Linked DNA regions of Rattus norvegicus: region 1 is linked to region 2. The links are chromatin contacts, called in public Hi-C maps. All regions are on one chromosome and are shown on one strand. Each heading gives the region's core, a stretch centred on a gene start, on an enhancer-like site or on the middle of the called end of the contact. The rest is flanking DNA. Distances are from core to core; before and after follow the strand shown. Region 1 holds the start of Oxa1l (OXA1L, mitochondrial inner membrane protein). Region 2 overlaps Dad1 (defender against cell death 1).

What was found. Hi-C and Micro-C count contacts between places; a contact is called where the count stands out from the background.
Region 1: a Hi-C map of psoas muscle shows a contact between it and region 2, with 2.4 times the contacts expected there. The contact joins the promoter of Oxa1l here to the enhancer-like site in region 2. A contact is called at or near these places in 10 of 12 Hi-C or Micro-C datasets (the A7r5 cell line, Schwann cells, frontal cortex and 5 more).

What each region holds. Positions count from the first base shown.
Region 1 is chr15:31,782,000-31,786,427 of GRCr8, reverse strand. Oxa1l (OXA1L, mitochondrial inner membrane protein) reads right to left here and starts at 2,703. Exons shown (of 10, transcript NM_001168583.1): 1 at 2,624-2,703; 2 at 2,073-2,219; 3 at 346-559. The coding sequence starts at 2,686.
Region 2 is chr15:31,647,725-31,651,996 of GRCr8, reverse strand. All of the region lies in intron 2 of Dad1 (defender against cell death 1), which reads left to right. Among named protein-coding and RNA genes, the nearest start is that of Dad1, 17 kb to the left of the region's middle. Within about 2 kb of position 1,271, at least 12 of the 93 cell types and tissues checked have an H3K27ac peak or open chromatin away from gene starts, as enhancers often do. A contact at or near this core is called in kidney, where this site is marked.

The DNA of each region.
Region 1 (4,428 bases), core at 1,454-3,953, 130 kb before region 2:
CAGCTTTTGTAAGAGCGATGAAAACAGCTTTCTAATTTGGGAGCATAAGTACCTGATCTAACCTTCTAGTCTGCCAAGTCAGGGTAGTTTCATTACTTTTAATATGGTTCCCGTACCCCAGCTCTCAGCTCACATTGGGATATCTGTGTGTTGTACACTGATGGCTGCACATATGATAAACGGCTAATACTCTCTAGGAACTAAAAGTCAAGTGTACCTTCCCTCTGAATCATCTGCTTCTCTGACCTCTACACTTCTACACCCATTTCCTTAATCCACTGACAGAGCTGCCATGGCTGAGGTTCTACCCCATTTCCTCCTCTCTTGCTCAGGATGTACTCTTACACGTGGCAATGGCCCCCCACCAAGGCAGGCCCAGGTCCACATGTATATATTCCAAGAGGTTCTGGATGAGTCCCACTGGGGTGTAAGAGCCAAGCCCCAGTTCTGCGAAGCTCTGTTCTGTTGCACACTGGACGACATCTGCAGGTCCTGCAGAAGCTACCTCTGGTACTGCAGCAGGGGCTGAGGCAGCAGGAACAACAGGAGGTACCTGGACCTGTGAGGAACCAGACCAAGTACCATGAGTGGGATGAACAAAAGGTGAGGATCCCTTACGCTCAACAGTCCCGGGCTCCATTTTCTTGCTTTTACTTCTTGTTCTTCAAGGATGGCCAATTGTGTCCACACAGTCCTGCTTTCAAAGGACATTAGCGTTTGCCTCTAGCATAAGAAGAATAACTTAAGAGAGCCTCTCACGGCTACCCTTCAGGCAGGGAACTTGCTTCCCACATCATGCCTCCCAGACTTCAGTCATTTGAGCATCATAGCCAGCACCCTTCCCATATTCCAAATCGCCTGCACTTGGAATCCTTTTGTGTTGTGCTGGGAACGGAACTCAGGGCTTCCCGAACTTCTGGCAAGAACACGGACCACTGGGCTAGCCCTCAGATGAAATTCTCTTTAATTCAACTTAGTTTTTTTTTTCTTTCTTTCTTTCTTTCTTTCTTTCTTTCTTTCTTTCTTTCTTTCTTTCTTTCTTTCTTTATTCTTAATAGTGGTGGGTGGGTGGGAAAGTTAGTTTTGGAGGCGGAATCTTGATTGCTCTGTAGTTCAGGTTGGGCCTTGAACACGCTAACCAAGCTCTGTTACTGAGTACTCCCCTGAGGCAGGGCTCAGGGGTGCAGAGGATCCATTTTCAGTTCCCTGCACCCTTGTAGGGCAGCACACAACCACCTTTAACTCCAGCCTCAGGGTCTCTAATGCCCTCTTCTGGTGCCCATGGGCACCCACGATCACATGCACAGTCTCACACACACACACACACACACACACACACACACACACACACACACACAACACTATATGATAAATCTCTAAGAGAAAAATCCTACTCAGGCTTCTAAGAAACAGTATTCAAAGAATCACATATATCACAAATACACAAACCCACAATCACATTTTACATTATTAGCTTACAACTACTCCCTCTGGCAGTGTCTTGAATACAAAATTTAATTCATTTTCATTGTGTGCGAATGATGTGTGTAGGCATGTATGCCACAGCATGTGTGGAAGTCAGAGACCAACTTTGTCCAGCCAGTTCTTGCCTTCCTCATTAATTAATTAATCAATTAATTAATTAAATTTTGAGACAAGGTCACACTACACAGCTCTGACTTGCTATGTTGACCAGGCTGGTTTTCAACTCAGAGATCTGTCCACCTCTGCCTCCCGAGTGCTGGGATTACTGGGACTGTGTCACAACAGGCTCCACCTTTACTTCGGTTCCAGGACTGGCACTCAGGTTACCAGGGTTGCACAGCAAGAGCTTTTTGTACAGTAGGGTCATCTTGCCTGCCCTATAAATTTCTCGTGTACTTTTAAGCATTTCCCCACTGAGTCGGCTGAGAATTTCCTTCTATTCCAAACAGGCTAATATTGTGAGGAACTGCGTGGAGTGTGAAAAGAACTCTGCTATACATTCACTGTACTCAGCAAAACAAAAACAACACATAACAAAAGAAACGGGCCAAGAAGCTGTGCTCCTTTCTTCAGCGGGAACCTCTTACCTGGGCTTCTGCAAAGAGGGCAGCAGATGTACTGATGCAGCGAGGGGTTAGGACGGCGAGAAGAGCGTAGTGTGGCCGCCCACTACCCGAGCGGGCTGCGAGGAGCTTGGTTGCCAGCGGTTTCAGGGACCCTGCGACGCTGTGGAACTGACCGAGTGAAAGGATAAGGGAAGGCCTTAAGTCCCAGCCGACCCGCCTCTCCCGCCGGCAGCCTGCTGCAGCAGTCGGGGCACTGCAACTCTGCTCGCACTGACTTCAGGCCCCGAAGGCATGCACTGGAGCGTGCAGGGTGGAGCTCGGGCCCTGGTCTCCCGCATCCTGTTACGGAAGCCCGGGGATGGGGCCCAGAGGTCACGGCTCAGGGTCGAAAGCAGTTCCCAGACAGCTACAGAGAAACCGGGCCACCAACCCCGGGACGTAACCCGGTGGTGTCCTCACGCGACCCGAGGTCATGACACGCAGGTCCCAGTGGCCGGGTCAGCATCTGCTCGTGACCTCAGCTCAAGTGACAAGGGCAAGGCAGCATCCCTGCACCATGGACGGAACCTTACCGAACGCGGGGGCTGTAGGAGTCGCAGAAGCTGCCAGCGACGGCAAACTGAACCCATCGCCATCTTGCCGGGAAGAGAACTTACTCTCGCGCATGCGCACACAGAACTTTGAAGTTGCGGGAGAGGCCATTTTGGAAACGGGCAGGAAGTCAGACCTGTCGTCACAGATCGAGTAGGGAGAGAGAAGGAAGCGAGGGGTGGAAACTGAAGTTGTTAAAAAAAACATCAACTAGATTACGCAGATATTGAAGCTAAAAGACACGTTGGAGACCGCTGTTAAGTAGCAGTGTAAACATAGTATATTTCCCGTTTTCCCTTCCATTTGCCAACCTGTAATTGTTCCCTGATTTTTTTTGTGTTAGCCTTTACTCTTGAAATGGTTCCTCAAGTCTATAATCCCAGCATTTGGGAGGATTGCGGGGAGTTCGAATCTTGGTTACCTACTATGTATAAAGCCAGCCTGGACAGCAGAAAGAGACCCTGTCACAAGAAGATAACAAAGAATCAAAACCTCAAACTAGAAATAACCCCACAAACAGGCAAACCAGAAAGGCAAAAAACAGTGGCATGGGTTTTTTCTTACTGCAAGGTAATACTGTAGTGACAGATCCAATGAAATTCGAAAGTAGCCTGGAATCGGACAAAGCTATAGCGAAGGCAGCTTCCAGGAAATAGCTGGCTGTGAGGAGACTAAAGATGAAAGTTGAACTTGATGCCTTGGATCTGCTGTTTCAAGCTTGTTGTCATCTATGTATAGATTTCGTTGCGTATTTCTTGAAACTAAAAGCTTCCGTAAAGTAAAGCATGAGACGAAGCAAGCTGGGCATGGTGTTGCATGCCTGTGACTCCAGCATTGAAAAGGAAGCTGATGCAGGGAGGTGGTGAGTTCAAGGCCAGTGGTGTTACAAACGGAGCCCTTAAAAATAATAAATGTGGGGCTGGGGATTTAGCTCAGCGGTAGAGCGCTTGCCTAGCGAGCGCAAGGCCCTGGGTTCGGTCCCCAGCTCCGAAAAAAAAAAAAAAAAAAAAAGAAAAAAGAAAAATAATAAATGTAACATGAAAAATAAGCTACTGCTGGGGAAGGAGGGAGTTGATCACATATAGTTCTTCATATGCTGCTAGATACTCTGGAGGAATAAAAACTTAAAAGTTTTTGTATAGATTTTTGTGTGTTGTGTGGGTGTACATTCCTGGAGGCCAGAAGAGGGCGTTGGGTCTCTCTGAGCTAGTTAGAGGTGTTTGTTGCATGAGTGCTGGGATCTGAACTCTGGTATTCACTATGGTGCAGCAAGTACTCTTAACCACTGATACGTATTTATTTTGCGGAGCGTGTGTGTGTGTGTGTGTGTGTGTGTGACCTTTTTCGAGTCCCTATGGACACTAGGTAAGTGGGTAGTACACATACATAGAAGAAAGCACAACACTCATATTATTATTTTTTTTAAGTCAAATATTGTGGGCACAGGCCTTTGATATCAGCACTCAAAAGGCAGAGGCAGGTGTGTCTCTCTGTGAGTTTGAGACCAGCCTAGTCTACATAGTGAGTTCTAGAATAACCAGGACTACATAATGAAACTTACTGTCTTGCTCTGTCTCAACAAACAAGCAAAACAAACAAAAATATCCTAGAAAATTTGATTTTCTTTTTGTTTGGACAAAATTGAATATATACTTTAAGGAAGCCAATATAATCTAACGATTTCAACAATATAATAGTCCCATTATTTAATACCTGATAAAATTTAATAGGCATGAAAAATGAGGGCTGGAGAGATGGCTCAGCTAACCTGAGTGTGAGTCCCAGC
Region 2 (4,272 bases), core at 22-2,521:
CGGGATTATGAGTATAGGTCTGCATCTCCCAGCCCCAATTTTAGATTCCTGTTTTAATTTTAAAAAATGTATTTTTAACTTGCATATATTTGTATGTCTGTGTGTGTTAGTGCAGGTTCCCATAGCGACCAGAGGTGATGGATGTCCTGGAGCTAGAGTTACAGGCAGTTAGGAGCTGCTGGTGTGGGGTACTGAGCCTGGGTCCTTCGAAAGAGCAGTATATAATCCTAACTGCGGAGGCCTCTCTCCAGCTCCACTTTCAGGATTGGTTTGTTTGTTTTTCTAGACAGGGTTTCTCTGTGTAGTTCTGGCTGTCCTAGAACTTGCTATATACACCAGCCTGGCCTCAAACTCAGATCTACCTGTGTCTGACTCCCGAGTGCTGGGATTAAAGATGTGTGCCTCGGCCTACCTGGTTTCAGGGTGTTGGGTTGTACTGGGGAGTTAACATCCTGGGGATGTGGCTGTGGGACGGGGACAGTGAAGTAGGTACCAAGGAACAACAGAGCTTAAGTGTGCTGGCCTTCCTGGGTGGAGATGGTTGCCAGAAGCCTGGGCTGAAATTTTGTTAGTTCTGCCTTTTTAATATGGGGAGAGTCTCTTCCTATTGTCAAAATCTAATCCCAGCTAGTGCCTGAAGGCTGTGTGCGAGCGGGCTGGCAGAGCCTTTGAGCTGATAGTAGTGTTTACGATAGGCAATCCTGGCTTTTTAATTTATCAAAAGTAGTACTCAGGAGAATTACCTTGGAAAGGGACTCAAAATATATTTTTGTTTCCCATCTCCATCTTTATTTTTAATTAAGAGACAAGGTCTCCTTACCTGGAACTTGAATTTATTAGATTTTATTTTGTGTGAGTGCGTGTGTGTGTGTGAGTGCGTATGTGTGTGTGTGAGTGTGTGTGTGTGTGTGTGTGTGTGTGTGTGTGTGTGTGAGTGAGTGCGTGCGTGTGTGCCTAGAGCACATGGTGAACAGGACTGACTACCTCCCAAAGTTCTCTTCTGTGTGGGTCGTAGGGCTCACACTTGGCGTCAGGATTCAGGGAAGTGCCCATTGTCCCTGAACCAGCTTACTTGCTCTGGGACTTTAAAGAAAAAGAGTTTAAATTTATTTATGTAGTATATTTTGGTTGTATCACCCCTGCTTAGTACCCCACCACATGCTCTCTTTTTAAATTATTTTATAATCCACTGAGTCCATTTGCATATGAGCATGGTGCCATCTGCTGCAGCCTAGATGGCACCCTCTGTGCTCTGCTGCCATCTAGTGGATGCACCTCTCCTGTGCTGGGAGTGTGTCACAAAGCATGAGTTGTATTTCGGTGGAACAACAGAAGCTAGCTCCTTTCCCCGTCATGGGAGGGCAGCAGAGGCCTAGGTGAACTTAAATGCGGACCAGGGGTTTCTTTACATCGTGGCCAGGAGTGGGCAGTGCTGAGCTAGGATCCTTAGCACGACCCCAGGCTGTGTTCTCAGACCTGTGTGCATAAACTGTCGGAGTTCACAGGGGTCATTTATTCTAGACCTTTTATTGCCTCCAACTCTGAGCTCCTACTGGCAACACCTTCAGTTTTTAGTGAGTGGGTCTTATAAGCTTTTATCAGAGCCTCAGCCCTCAGGGGCTAGAAAGTCTGGCAACTTCTTTATTAAAAAGCATTAATTGACTCTTTTAATTTGTGATTGAACTCTTCTGGTTGGTCTTTTGAGGCAGAGAGCTAGAGACAGATATAGTTAGGGGTGTGTGTGTGTGTGTGTGTTTGTGTGTGTGTGTGTGTGTGTGCGCGCTCGCATGTGCGCGCGCAGCATAGAACATGGTTGAAGGACAGTGTTCAGGGGCTGCTCTCTCCTGCCATGTGGGCCCTGGGGATGGAACTCAGGCTGTCAGGAGTAGCAGAAGTACCCACTAATCTATCTCATCAGCCCCGCTTTTAAATTATTTTAAATTATTTATTTTCTTTCTTTCTTTCTTTCTCTCTCTCCCTCCCTCCCTCTCTCCCTCTCTCCTCTCCTTTCCTTTCCTTTCCTTTCCTTTCCTTTCCTTTCCTTTCCTTTCCTTTCCTTTTCTTTTCCTTTTCTTTTTGAGATAGCCTTGTTCAGTTGTACTTTTTATTTATATGCTCACTGGTTACTGAAGGGAGGACACTGACGTGGAGTTGTTTAAATAAGGTGTGCAGTGTTCTGGAACCATGCGTCTCTAAAATGCTTTGTTAGCCCCACATCTTTAGGATTCATGTGTCTCCCACTGCACCTTTACATCAGTGCGTGTAATTGCCTGCCTGCACTGTGGTGGGGAGACAGATGGGTATGCTCTGTACTTGAGGGAACTTGGCCTCCGAAAAATTTCAGTTGACTTTAGTCCTTGGTACTAAGTGCCTCAGTGGACACTTAATGGATGTTTGGATCCTAAACTCTGATGTTCACTGCTCTCTATTTTCAAGAACTTTAGAGTCATGAGATATATATATGTCATTATTATATATATTATATAATTATATGTGTGTGTTTTATATGATTATGTATATGTATACACACATACTTATAAGATTGTTAAAATACTAAACTTGCTTAAATGGGAAAGATAATAAGAGCAGTTTATAAGAAGGGATAAAGAGAGATAATCTTAGGTGTTTGGGCAAAGGCCGGCATCATTCCAGTGGTACAGGAGAGCCGTAGGAGAGTGCAGTGGGGAGAGCTGAGGTAATCTAGTAGTGGTGGGGGTGGTGACCTCACACAGCACCCAGGTCTGTGTGGAAACACCGAGTCTGCCCTACCCACAGCAGTGACCATCAGTCACATGATTGATGTTGCTTGGTGGATATCTGAAAGGGGACTCACCAACCAAGGAACTACATTTTAATTTCTTTCTTTCTTTCTTTCTTTGTTTCTTTGTTTCTTTCTTTGTTCCTTTCTTTCTTTGTTTCTTTGTTTCTTTCTCTTTCTTTTCTTTCCTTCTTTCTTTCTTTCTTTCATTCATTCATTCATTCATTCATTCATTCATTTGACACACTCTTCTGAATCCTTAGCAAGCCTTGAGCTCAGTCTATAGTTAGGGAAGACCTTGACACTTCTGTCCCTCCTGCCTTCACTCCCCAAGTCCTGGGATTCCGGACATGAGCCAGCCTGCCTGACACTGAGTGCTGACCTTCGTTAGCACTCACCACTGAAACCGTACCTGCAGGATTTTAGGCAGTTTTAATGGAAGTTAAGTACATGTGTGCAGTTACTGGGTACTGGGTTGTACAGGATAGCTGTGGATAAAATCTCCAGCTTTCAAGTGGTAGTTTTGCCTCTAAAAGGAGGGGACAGGCCTAGGTGACTTCTGGAGTGCCCTTCACTTTTAGAAGTTATGATCAGTGCCCTCTAATATGAGAGTGATCAGACTGGGCTCTGCTCCCGGGGGTTGGGCACGGTTGTCTCTGATTTCCATCACCCCCAGTTCCAGCCATAATTGGGTGATGAGAATCCAGGGAAAGGTCAGCGTTTGATCATCTCTGTCCAGCCTAGAGAGGGTTCCCCGGAGGGAGCAGGGCTCTGTCTGCCTTGTCACTTCCCTCTGTAGACAGCAGTTATTGTCATTGTTTCTTGTATTTTTCCTTGCTTTCTTTTAGGGTGATTAGAGTGGGTGGGTCAGGGCGCTCTGGGGACCCCCTCACCTTTCTCAGTAGGTGTCTTCCATTGTGCCTGTTTCACCATCAGAGAGGAGATTTTTGAGGCAGTTTTTGACAGCAGCCTTCATTCCACTTGTAGTTAACAGCGTTCTTATGAGTCGCTCACTCACTGTGCCAACATTCAGAAATCCAGAGCCTCTGTCTGAGCACTCCTGAGCCATGTCCTCGCTGGGAAAGAGGGAACAGAGTTTTCTGGAAACTACCATCAAAGGCTAGTTCTTTCCCGAACCCTTTTCCTTTCTATGTGGACTGGCCTTGGTGTCTAAGGGTCATTTGTTTTAGTATCAGAGTCCACTTAGCTCTAGGCAGCAACCTGGCCCCTCCTGCAGTCATTGCCCAAAGTAACTTAGGCGAGGTGAGAACTAAATTACCCCTTCCCAGACCTGACCTTTCCGAGGTTCTGAGAGGTTTTATCCACAGTCTCGGCTCTGTCCTCGACTGGACATTAGTGCTTTGAGGAGTCTGAGGGCCAGGAAGGTGAGTGGCTGATGCAGAGTTAGGATTGGTAAGTCAGGAGCTGGATTGGGATCAGTCTCTTCAGCGCCTCGGCGGCCTTTTCCCTGTTCCTTTTTCTTTTCTTTCTTTCTTTCTTCTTCTTTTTTTTTT